Regions from separate parts of the Xenopus tropicalis genome. Here region 1 is linked to region 2. The links are chromatin contacts, called in public Hi-C maps. All regions are on one chromosome and are shown on one strand. Each heading gives the region's core, a stretch centred on a gene start, on an enhancer-like site or on the middle of the called end of the contact. The rest is flanking DNA. Distances are from core to core; before and after follow the strand shown.

What was found. Hi-C and Micro-C count contacts between places; a contact is called where the count stands out from the background.
Region 1: a Hi-C map of neurula embryo shows a contact between it and region 2, with 2.2 times the contacts expected there. The contact joins the promoter of mob3b here to the enhancer-like site in region 2. A contact is called at or near these places in 3 of 5 Hi-C or Micro-C datasets (brain, liver and neurula embryo).

Annotation. Positions count from the first base shown.
Region 1 is chr1:122,438,176-122,443,865 of UCB_Xtro_10.0, reverse strand. It overlaps mob3b (MOB kinase activator 3B), which reads left to right and starts at 3,302. Exons shown (of 5, transcript NM_001016616.2): 1 at 3,302-3,320.
Region 2 is chr1:122,383,573-122,389,707 of UCB_Xtro_10.0, reverse strand. The region is part of intron 4 of mob3b (MOB kinase activator 3B); the gene reads left to right. Among named protein-coding and RNA genes, the nearest start is that of mob3b, 54 kb to the left of the region's middle. Within about 2 kb of position 2,832, at least 3 of the 11 cell types and tissues checked have an H3K27ac peak or open chromatin away from gene starts, as enhancers often do. A contact at or near this core is called in neurula embryo, where this site is marked.

The DNA.
Region 1 (5,690 bases), core at 2,053-4,552, 54 kb before region 2:
TGTTTGTGGATTTTATCCTGCTTTAAGGTTTATAACCCCCAAGCAGGATTTAAAGGAGAAGGTAAGGCTAAGTCACTTGGGGGTGCCAAAATGTTAGGCACCCCCTTTTACCCCAGGCTGGTGCCCCTGTTAGGAGAAAACAGCACCAGCCTGGGGTACCTGCGAGTGAGCGCTTCCTCCTTCCGGCCTTGTTTTGCCTGGACACCACGACCAGCGCATGTGCAGTAGAGTGAAAAGTAGATTTCTCTGTTATAGTTCGGCTATTTCACTCTACTGCGCATGCGCGCACACGCAAACAGGAAGAGGGGAACGCTGCAGGTACCCCGGGCTGATGCTGTTCTCTCCTAACAGGGGCACCAGCCCGGTGTAAAAGGTAAGCGATTTAAGTCACTTGGGGGTGCCTAACATTTTGGCACCCCCAAGTGACTTTGCCTTTCCTTCTCCTTTAAGCATATTCAGCGCTGGAATTGGGGAGGGATGCAAAGGAATGCCATTCCTCCACTTCTTTATTATTGTAAAATAGCATCCACTCAGGGGGCATGCAAGAGTTTTGAATCCCAGATATGGAGATGAAGAAGGTGGAGGCATCAGAGAGGGTTATAGTCAACAGGAGAGGGAAACAGAAAGATAAAATAAAGGTAGACAACAGTAGCAGACTGAGGAATAGTGACAGGATGATATATTTTAATAATGTTTCGTAAACTAAAATATGCTAGGATTGTGCTGTGTTATGACACACAATACACAAACGGGGCTGTGTTTGCAAAAGCTGAATTGCCAGCCAATACAATGTACATGCTCTATTTTCATTTTTCGGATCTCTACACTCTACATACTTAGGTAAATCTATGCACACTGGATATTAAACTGTTCAGTAGATGGAAATAGCAAAGTGGCTTTGCTTTAAAGTTGGTGAAACCAAGAAGTGTTGGTGAGCTAGGCTTATAACTGTGGATGTGGCTTTTAATTGTGGGAGAGGCTTGTGTATCGCACCTTGCTTCTCACAGCAACATAGCATCCCTCCACTTTTTTTCACTCCAATATAAGCACTGAGGATATTCCATTCAATCTCAAGACTTCAGAATCAGAGTTTACAACATCTTTATTTGTGTTATGGTCTGCCCTAGAAGCCACACCCCTTTAGTTCATATTACTTATGACTTATTAGACTAATTTGTGTAAGTAAGCTATGCACTACAGAAATTAATATTGAAATGGATAATGACAACTGGACCCATGTAAGCATGCTATACATGTGTATTAGGAGAAGTGCACAGTAGCAATAACAGAATAGTGGCAACAAGCACAACTAAACCAAATACTACTTTTTGGATGAGACCATAGTTAGTATTTACATGTCTGTTACACAATCACATACATTTGATTATAACTCATGAACTATGCGTTCAACAGGTCCCTGGCAGATTGCACAATAATTCTCTACCCCTCAACTGAAACAACTTCTTTCAAGCTCTGTCCAATATTGATTGTTAAATAACAAATGCACTGATTAACAACATGCACAGACAAGCATTTCAGGGTTTGCTGTGGTGGAAAGTACATACAATGTGTAGCTGGCACACTGCCTATATACACTGAGTTACACACACAGCTAACCGCATCATATAAGCTGGTGTGAATATCAGACACGGGTACATGCATCTGATTCCATTTTTGTATCTCTAACACATGTGCTGCTTGGTCTTATAGTTTCTGCAGTTGCAGTGACTGCACATTTAAATGTTCTGCAGCACAAATGCATATACACATACCCTGAGAAATGCAGCTCTAACTGTAACAGGTGTGGTAGTAAAAAACAGAACCATGGCCATTTGTTGGCTAATGTGCAGGCCTGGATTTGTGGCAAGGCCACAAGGCCTGGGCCCAGGGCGGCATGCCGCCTTACCGCACAGAAATTTTGCTCCCATATGGAGCAATGGGGACCTCTCCCCACTGCTCCATATGGAAGTTTAAGAGATCGCTGTCGCGCTTGAGCATGTAACCTAACATGTATGCGTGTCCTTGGTTTGCTTGTGTGCGCCGTGATTCTTATGACCCCAGGGAGCAGCCCTTAGTACTTAAGGCTGATGCCATGCGTGGCGTTTTTTACGCGGCGTATTTTCTCAGCCTAAAAACGCTGCACAAGCCACACAGCCCCTGACTATGGTGTTTTTCAGCCTAGTACTGGTGACGTAGCAAATCCTGTTTCCCATGGTGCTAATAGTGCGAAATAGTAAAAAACGCTGCGTATTTCCGCTAGGTCTGGCAGCTGCCTTTGTGTATACATAGGAATAGGTTGCTGTGCAAATAACGGTGTATTTCGGCAAACGCTTGAAAAATCCGTGGTAAGGCGTTTTCTAGCGTATTTACGCATTGTGTGGTTTCCTTCGAGTCTTTTCAAGTTATTTCTATGGATGATGATATCGTGCGTTTTTCAGCCGCCGAGAGAATTAGAAAATACGCAGCGTAAAAACGCCACGTGTGGCATCAGCCTAAAATGGCAAAATTCGATTTAGGATCAGCCAATGGCATTACTAAAAAAGTAGATTTTTATAAAAATGGTTTGTTTAAATGAAGCAGAGTTTTGTGCTTGTGTGTTTGTGTTTGAGCTGTTTTATACGATTTATTTTTATAGCGATGTACATTGTTTTGGGGTACAGTTTTCCTTTTAGGCCTCTGGACTGTTTGTATATAATATTGGATGTGAAGCCTGGAAGGTGCACTGGTGTTCACGGATTTGCATGGAAATTAAAATATTTCAGTAGCATTACTGTCTATGGTACAGTTTACACTTGCAACAGGTATTATTGGAGTCTTGCAATACACAGAAAAAATGACTAGTGAATTAAAAGTCTAAGTTGTGTTACTAGAAATAACTAACATTGCCGATATGGAAAGTGGTTTTCCAAAAAGCTTAAAGAAACGTATTTATATAATATTCTAGCCCCTGGTGATCCCAACTCAGCATAAAGCTTGGGGAAGGACAGTTCTGAAGTGGATTTGAAGCTCTCCGGGAGTGTAGGGGTTAGTCACACAGTCTGTCTGGCATCTGTTCCTTTATTACCAGAGGGTTTGCAAAAGTGAGAGTTACCAGCAGGGGGAGCCCGGCCTATCCCAAGCAAGGCTGCCTGCTCTGTGTGATGTGTGTAGGAAATTCCCAGTGGCTGCTCATGCTGGAGCTGCTCACACAGGATCCTGTGCCGGACTTGTCTCCTGCCCCCAGTCGTAACACTGAGCTGCGCTACTTCTGGCTGTCGGTTTGTGAGGCAGAAAGAATCGCTGGCGTCGCACTGTGGGAGAGCGGGATTCCCGGACGGCAGGTAATGACGGAGGGCAGACAGTTTGGCACAGGACTGGGAAAGTTTCACAAAGTGCAGATGCGGTTTGGGCCACTGGGACGTGTGTATTCGCATACTGACAGGGACTGTGCGGGTCTGTGCAGCAATTGGAGTTGTGTGTAGGCAGCAGCAAGCTGGCACCAGGGAGGGGAGTAGCACTGTGCCTCTCCTGCACATCGTGCCAACACACACACGTGGGATGGGAATCCTTGCCTGAAAGTTACAGGCTAAACCTTTTTTATATAAAGCTCAGTTTATGGCAATGCTTGTGGGCTACCAGAGAGGCAGGGGCTACCATTGGAAAGCCATTGTTACCATGGGGCCCTATCTGCAATATTTTGGGCCCCTTGTGCGATACTTAACAATACTAAATACCAAGTTTCAGGCCCCCCACACCAGTAAATGGTTGCACCCCTGTGGTCCTTGCTCTGAGAGAACAGGCAGCTCAGCACTACTGCCAGGACTAGGGAGCTGTGTCATTGCTCAGCTGGGCTTGGGAGTGGAGGGGTCACAGCTTGTCCATGAGACATCTGGAGTGAGGAGATGGGCTTGGTTTTTATCTCATCTGTACTGGGAGAATGGAGAGTGGCTGCAGTACTGCTTAATCAGCACATTTGCTTTCTGCGTTGGAAGTTGCTCTTCAGGTTGCACTACATATTGTTACTTTATCCATTTATTGTTTTGTGTCAGGATATTACAAGTTGCATCTAGATCTTTGTCGCTATATCAAATGCATAAACAGAGTTAGCCACAAATTAATATGAGGTTTCTTATTAAAGGGGATGTAACCTCAAAAATAAAACGTTACCTTATGAAAGATATGTAATGCAAAAATCAACAAAACTTAAACCTTTTAAGTGGGTTTTAAGTTATTTATAAATGTAATTTGTATTGAAAGCTGAATTTTACTTTCCCTTTCTGCACTGCTGATTGTGCACAATGTAGCAGAAACCAGCTCTCATCTAGCCAAGACTCCATTTCCCACCATGCCTTGCATATTTCTTGACAGGCCTGTTAATTACCTGCCATCTGCTACATTGTTTCTGAAGTCAGAAGCACAGGCAGAGAATAGAAAAGGACAGATACTGGCATTAATAGCAGTTACACATAACTTCAAATACTTTTTTAATTTGTAATCAATTTATGTTAGAAGGTTTTGAGTTTACATCCTCTTTAATATAAAGTCATGTATTTTTTTACTTTAGGATTTGCAGCAAAGCAATAGACCTGTTCTTATCACATTTCAAGGGAGCACCCTTGCAAAGGACATGAGACTGAAATCTGGCTTTTCCAGCTTTCCAAGGCCAACAGCTAGTGGGAGGGATTGACAGAGAGAATGTGTAAACTGTGTAAATTACAACCAAATGTTACTGGCACCCACCAGTAATCACTTACCTGATACCCAGGTCCGGTGCTCCTCTTAGCAGAAAACCGCACTGGCCTGGGGTCAGTGACCCCTATTCAAGAGCTATAAAGAGTCATAAAAGGAAGGCAAATAAAAAACCAAGATCAATTGACATGCTAAACGTTAACTGCATCATTTGTACTGCATATAGCCCCTCCTCTTGCCAGCACCATCATATTTTCCTAAAGTAAATAGCAGCTTTCACCTGGTGGCCATTTTTCCTCTGATACATAATCAGATACATTTAAATATGCAAACAACTTACATGCATAAACCCTTATTCAGTGTACATTTTATCAAGTATGCAGCCTCACACAGACACAACTGTCTTTGATAAAAGTTCTGCTTTGTTTGAGCTAAACTCAGGAGAGGAGGTTAGGAGAAAAAAATTGAAGCTGACAGCTAGAGCTGAGTTTCTATGGGAACCAGCAATGCCATCACTTCATTGGCTGCTTGACTGGAGGACGTGTTAAGTAATCTGAGCTTAGAACAGCTGAGCATGCCCAAAAGCCAGAAGTCAAAGCAAATTCCTGAGGGAGGGGGCTGAGTGGGTTGCAGGAGGAGAAGGAGGAGAGAAGGAAGTGATTATAGATGTTGCAGGCTTACTGTTAACCTCTGGACAACCCGTGTGGCAGGTATTGAAAGATGCCAAAGAGGCTGTTCTCTGATTAAATTTTTGTGTATGTGGATTACATGTCCTTTAAAGGTGAACCACTGCTTAAAAGCTACATATATTTTTACACCTGTAGGAATTTTTCTATGTCAACACTGGATGTCATAAAAACTTTCATACAGCAGATAAACTTATAAGAAATGGTGGCAGTGGCATAAGTTTATGTATCCATTAATAAGTTCCATTTAATTACTAGTGTGTGAAACTCACTGCCGGATATATAAAATGAACTTTCCCACTGTTAGCTTAATTTTAACAGTGCTTAAGTTTCCCC
Region 2 (6,135 bases), core at 1,583-4,082:
CACTTCCCTGTTGCACACAGTTCACTCACTGCAATATATAAAGGCTCATTCAAGTGAAGTGTCCAAAGTGCAATTTAAGGACCAAGTCTCCATTTTTTCTACCCACAATGCAGCACTTTTCAACACAATTTCAGCATAATTGCAGCCATAAGTTGGTTGTGCGGTGGCACAGTTGTGGACATTATTCCATACTCAAACTCCTGGATCTCTGCGGAAAAACGACATAAATACTAAGATGGGAAGTGGGAATTCTAGCTCCTGAGAAGTATGGGTGTGCGAAATGCTGTTTCCAGAGTTATTGGTGGATAGGAATAAATAGAGAGGAAAGATGTATTTTATGTCTAAAAGGGAGGTGCGTACCTTATTGCTGAATGCACATATTTGCTTGTGCATCCTGGGAATCATATTGTGTCACTCAACCCATTCATTTTACTGTAACAAATCAGACTGTAGGCTGCAGATTTCTTTTAATGATATGCATTGAGTGTGCTGGTGCAAGCGTTGCCTCTTTATAGTGATTGTAAGTTTTCCTATTCTCCTCAAATGATCAGCTTGTTTGCATATGGTAGATATGACACATAGCGCCATCTCTGCTAATGTTAGTAAAGAAGTGACTGGTGGAAAAGAACATTCTTTCTAATTATTGACACCATTATGCCAGAGAAAATATCTTTTCCAGATCCTGTTTTCTCTCCCTCCCTACTTTTATGTTCTGCGCAGATTTGGGCAGTGTGGGGCCCGTCCCATTCAGCTTCACTGCTTTCCAGCTTTTCTCAAGGGATGGTCTGCAGATTTTTTTGTCTTCCTTCTGTTCAAGACTGCAAATGGTCAGCACTGATTTAGAATGTTTTGCCTGTTCTTCATTCCTCGGATTTCTAAGATCAAAGGATAGTCCCTGCCACATCATTTATGAAGATGGAATTGATTTGTGAATGAAACATCTGCCTGTGATTTGTCCTCAGCAATTTGTTTTCAAGCAATAAACATAACTTTTCGTTAAAGAAGCCCTTGAACAAGAATTAGAGCAATCAGGTCAGGAGCCTACATACCGCTTAAATGGGTTATAAATCACCCATAAAACTGTCCCACTGCACCTCCTACTTGTCTGATGGAGATGACCATAAACTTGATTACAGATGCAAGGAAGTTTACCAATGAGAATGCTGCTGAGCGGCTCATTACAGGTGCAAGATAATTCTCCAAATAAAACAATGCTTACCAGCTCTATGTCAGTCATCTTGCTGTTATCTTACATATGGAGATTACTGTGTTATTCTGTCTTTATGATGTCCAGTTCAGTAGCAAGAATGAAAAACGGAGGATTTTTCTGTATTTTAATAAAGCCACGGGACCTGGTGAGGTGGGCAAGTTCAATAAGCAATATTGCTTTAAACATACAATCTTGGTTTTTGGTAATGTAGAAGGAAAGCTGCGCATCCAAAAATGAAAACAGCAGAGAAGGGAAAAAAAAGGTCAGGTTTAACATCACCTGATGTGTTTCAGAAGAGACATAGCAAGCAGTAAATTGAGTCTTACCAATTTTATGGACACCATATTGTGATCAAGCCCCACTAAATATCACTAATCCCCCCTTAAAATATGGTAACAGCCGTAGTGCATGCTGGCGTTTGATCCTTGCATAAGCACACTTAGTACCTATCAGTCCAGGGAGCATAACAATTGTAAGTAACCACTTACAATCTGCACAACACAGGGAATTGACTTCAGAGCATGGAGTTATTGAGGGACACTTTGAGGTAGGGAATGTTTAATGTTTTAGGACTGCTGTGTGGATTAAAGCAATGGGCACGGTTTTGCTCAAGGCTGTTGTTGCTCTTTCTAAATTCGCAAAGGTGTCATTCCTGTGAGATATATGATTACTTTAGCTTGTAACATGCCAGGATAATACAAAACTGTCTCTATTCTGAATGTTGTTTGACCCTTGCATTCTGCCATTAGACAATGCCTGTGACACATTGTATACAGCTCACAATCACTCCTTAATCTGATTTTTAATCTTGGCTCCTCTGACTAGAACACACTACATCTCTTATCAAACATATCCTAAACTCGGAACTGGAACACACTGCATCTCTTATCAAACATATCCTAAACTTGGAACTGGAACACACTGCATCTCTTATCAAACATATCCTAAACTCGGAACTGGAACACACTGCATCTCTTATCAAACATATCCTAAACTTGGAACTGGAACACACTGCATCTCTTATCAAACATATCCTAAACTCGGAACTGGAACACACTACATCTCTTATCAAACATATCCTAAACTTGGAACTGGAACACACTACATCTCTAATCAAACATATCCTAAACTTGGAACTGGAACACACTACATCTCTAATCAAACATATCCTAAACTCGGAACTGGAACACACTACATCTCTTATCAAACATATCCTAAACTCGGAACTGGAACACACTACATCTCTTATCAAACATATCCTAAACTTGGAACTGGAACACACTACATCTCTTATCAAACATATCCTAAACTTGGAACTGGAACACACTACATCCCCTTTCTAACATCCTAAATTTGCCCCTGCAATAGTTGGAGAAACCCCTAAAACTGCTAAATGGGGAGCGCTGTGAGAGTCCAGCATCCAGTCCTGGCATGTTTTTCTACATTATCAGAAATGATCTGAATTCAGGGGAAGAGAGACCCCCATGCCAGATGGCTTCCCAGGCAGCACTGTATGAGAGAAGTTACTGAAAAAAATGAGGCCAGTGATTAAAATAAATAGAGGCCTCGCTTGCTTACATTTGCAGAACAACAGCTTTAAACCATGGGGTGCCACAAAGATCTCACTAGGCTGCAGAGGAGGAGTGTGCAGCTTAACAATAGCACCACCTGCCATAACAACTCCCCCCATGCCTGACTTTGTTTGTATCGGCTTAAAGGACCATCATCAAAAAGTACATTTTTTACATTTGAAGTTTGTATCTATAATAAATGTCCTGCTTGAGCCATGAATGGCAATTGACACTAGTTTATATTCTTGTTTAAGAACTAAACCCATTGTATTTCACAGAGCTTATCTGTAATCTACTAAGTAACCTGTGCCTTTTCCCCCATGGCTACACAGCAGGGTATTTATATAAACAATTGTAGTGTTTTTAAAGCAAACACACCAGGTTTGCCAGTGCAGGGCAACATTATTTTGTACTTCGCTATAAGTTTGGGTGTTATTTCCCTTTAATCAGACTAAAACTGTAGATTTGTGCATATAAAATACATGATTCACAGCTAATACATAAGCCACAAATAACCTGGAAACAATATCCATATTATAAGTACTTGCTTATGTCACCAGTTATAATTGGTTGCTTTTTTATGTTTATTTTTATTGGTTTTCAAGTACTAAGGAGGAGGGGGAGGGTTTCCCTGCCTGGGAGCTCTATATGGGTCAATGCTTGTTAAACCACAATTAAATCACTTTGCATTGTACATATTTCACATTTTATGTAGCCATCAGATTGTATCCATCTGATATAATCAGTCCAAGGTTTCCATATTTTGTCAAATTTGCTGTGGTATCCCTTAAGTGAGTGATTTTAATTACTCTTTTAGCCACATCCTCTTTGTGGGTATTTTAGAGCCCATCCACCACACAATGATACATCTTTTTGCATAATAAAATAAATATCTGGCAAGTGGACTCTGGAATTGGTCCATAATGGCTTTATAAAAAAACACCAAGTAGACAGCAATGTGGGGACAAAGGGAGGGAGGGTATGGTGTTTGGAGAAGTATGATGTGATAGATGTCCAAAAGTGCTGAATTGGGGGACATAGTCAAGTCATGTGGAGAAAATCTGCCTGACTTGTATAGCAGTTGCTGTTCTCTTTCCTGCCAAATACAAGCAATTTTTTGGCATTTAATATATCTGGTGCAGGAATTTGTACTGTATTAGTGTATTATGGGAGGAATAATTGGTTCTTAGTAATGCTGCTTGTGTGATGCACTGTATAACTTACTGGGTCTTGTGTTCAGGGCCACCATTAGTAATACTGCCTAGTTAGAGGAGGACAGTGCCTCTCACGGGACCCAGGCTATTAGTCCACTGATCACCGGTGGCCAATATGTAGATAGGGGCCCAATTTTAAAAACAAAATTTCAGACTTATAGAGGCCCTCTGCACTCACCCATTCTCAAAATATATGGGGCGTTAAAGCATGCCTCCCAACTGTCCCAATTTTCGCAGGACAGTCCTTCTTTTAACAGCTCAGCCCGCAGTCCCGGATTCTTACTGAAAAGTCCCTCATTGCTCTTTAATCTCCTACACTGAAGCTAAAAAAGATACAAACTCAATTAAAAAGTAGCTTTTGGCAGAGAGCCCAGAAATCTTAACAAGTTACTGTATACCTGTATACCACTTATATACAATGTTTCTCAGACTTAATTAAATAAGTGGTTTTTTGGCAGAGAGCCTAGAAAGTTAACAAGCCACACCTGCACTTAGATACAGTTGTAACTAATAAGCTAAACAGGTCTCTTGGGGGAACTGAGACTTGCAGCTTAAAGGGCAATTTCACCTGCATTAGCAAAATTGTAATAACACATAAAACAAGACCCCAGAAATGTGTTCAAACTTTAAATAACCTGCCAATGCTCTCAGCGTTAGAAAAAAAAATAAAAAAGTAAAAGGGCCACTGTAAAAGCTACTTTATACGTGTTAAATCAGTCCTTCTTCTGTCTGCCTGGCCTGTTTTCTGAAGGAATGGGAGTGGCCTATTTTGAACCTGACGCACTGAGAACTTCCTATATGCTTACATCATCATGTCCAGGCTTTGCCCTTACCTTTTTCCTATTGGACCAGTTCATTGGTTGCTTGTGCATTCGAGTTGTATAACTTGAAACAGTTGTGGTTTAATTTCTTCCTTACAATGGGATAGGCAAACAGACTCAGCATATAACAAATCATACTGTTACGTTAGATTTGCAGGAGACACAGCCAATAAGAGTTAAGTTTACAGCCAGTACTATGTGTGACATCATATAAAAAGTAAAAAGCAACTGTAGTGTTTACAGGGGTCACTGGGCCCCTCCCACCTGTCCCTTGAAAAAAGTAAGGTGCAGGTAAAACTTGCTTGTGGCAACCATTACAGCTCCTGATAGGACGTGCCCATGTGTTTCGCATCACTTCCGCCCGCGCGTGCGCACACATGATTTTACAGGCTGCTAGAGGACTTTCAGTAGAGGGTTACTTTGCATGCGCACCCACTCATTTTTAAGATATATATATATGTACCCCCTGCTATAAGTAGGGTTGCCACCCAGCTGGTATTACCGGCCTAGCCAGTAAAATACCAGCCTGGGTTGGTGCCTGTATTTCAAATTTACTAGCAATGTACTTGTAATAACTAGTTCTCTGACCCTGACCCACCTCTGATCCGCCTCCGATCCACCCCGCCTGCCAATGGTTCCCTCTCGCAGCTCACCCCTCTACCCCATGCTACTCACTATATTTACTTGATGTGCTGCTGATGTCATGACCCTACCCCCAAAGTCATTGACTCGCCTTCTTACAGAACATGTCCCCAGGGTCAGACAGAGGTGTGTGAGGCCCACTAGGGCTGCTACCCCAGGGCCCCCCACACCCCCTCAGAGACCCCAACCACCACTCACCCAATGCCAGCCCCTCCCCCCCACCACAGTAGTGCATACCGTATACTTTGGGGAGTGGCAGGCAAGGATTGGGTCTGGGTCGATGGGGCCTACTGGATTTTTTCCCGGTGCCCCTTTGGCCCGGTGCATGTCCCTGCCCTGCATTCAATGAGACAAAAGTGCCCGCCCTAGCCACAGTTAAAAAAATATATATATTATACATATACTTTTTTTGTATACATTATAGTTTGAGCCTATGTAGGATATAAGTCATTATTTCAGACTAGAATATAGATACACTATTGATGCATGATTAGAATTCCCAAACACTGTATAACAAATTGCACAATTTTGTTCTTATTTGTGCATCTTTTCCTTTTTTGTGTTACATTTCCCTAGGTATATCATACAGTTACAAAAATATGTTTACATTACTAGTCAATGATTTGTATTTTAAAGGCTTTTGCTGCCACCATGTGGATACAAGTTAGAATGCAATA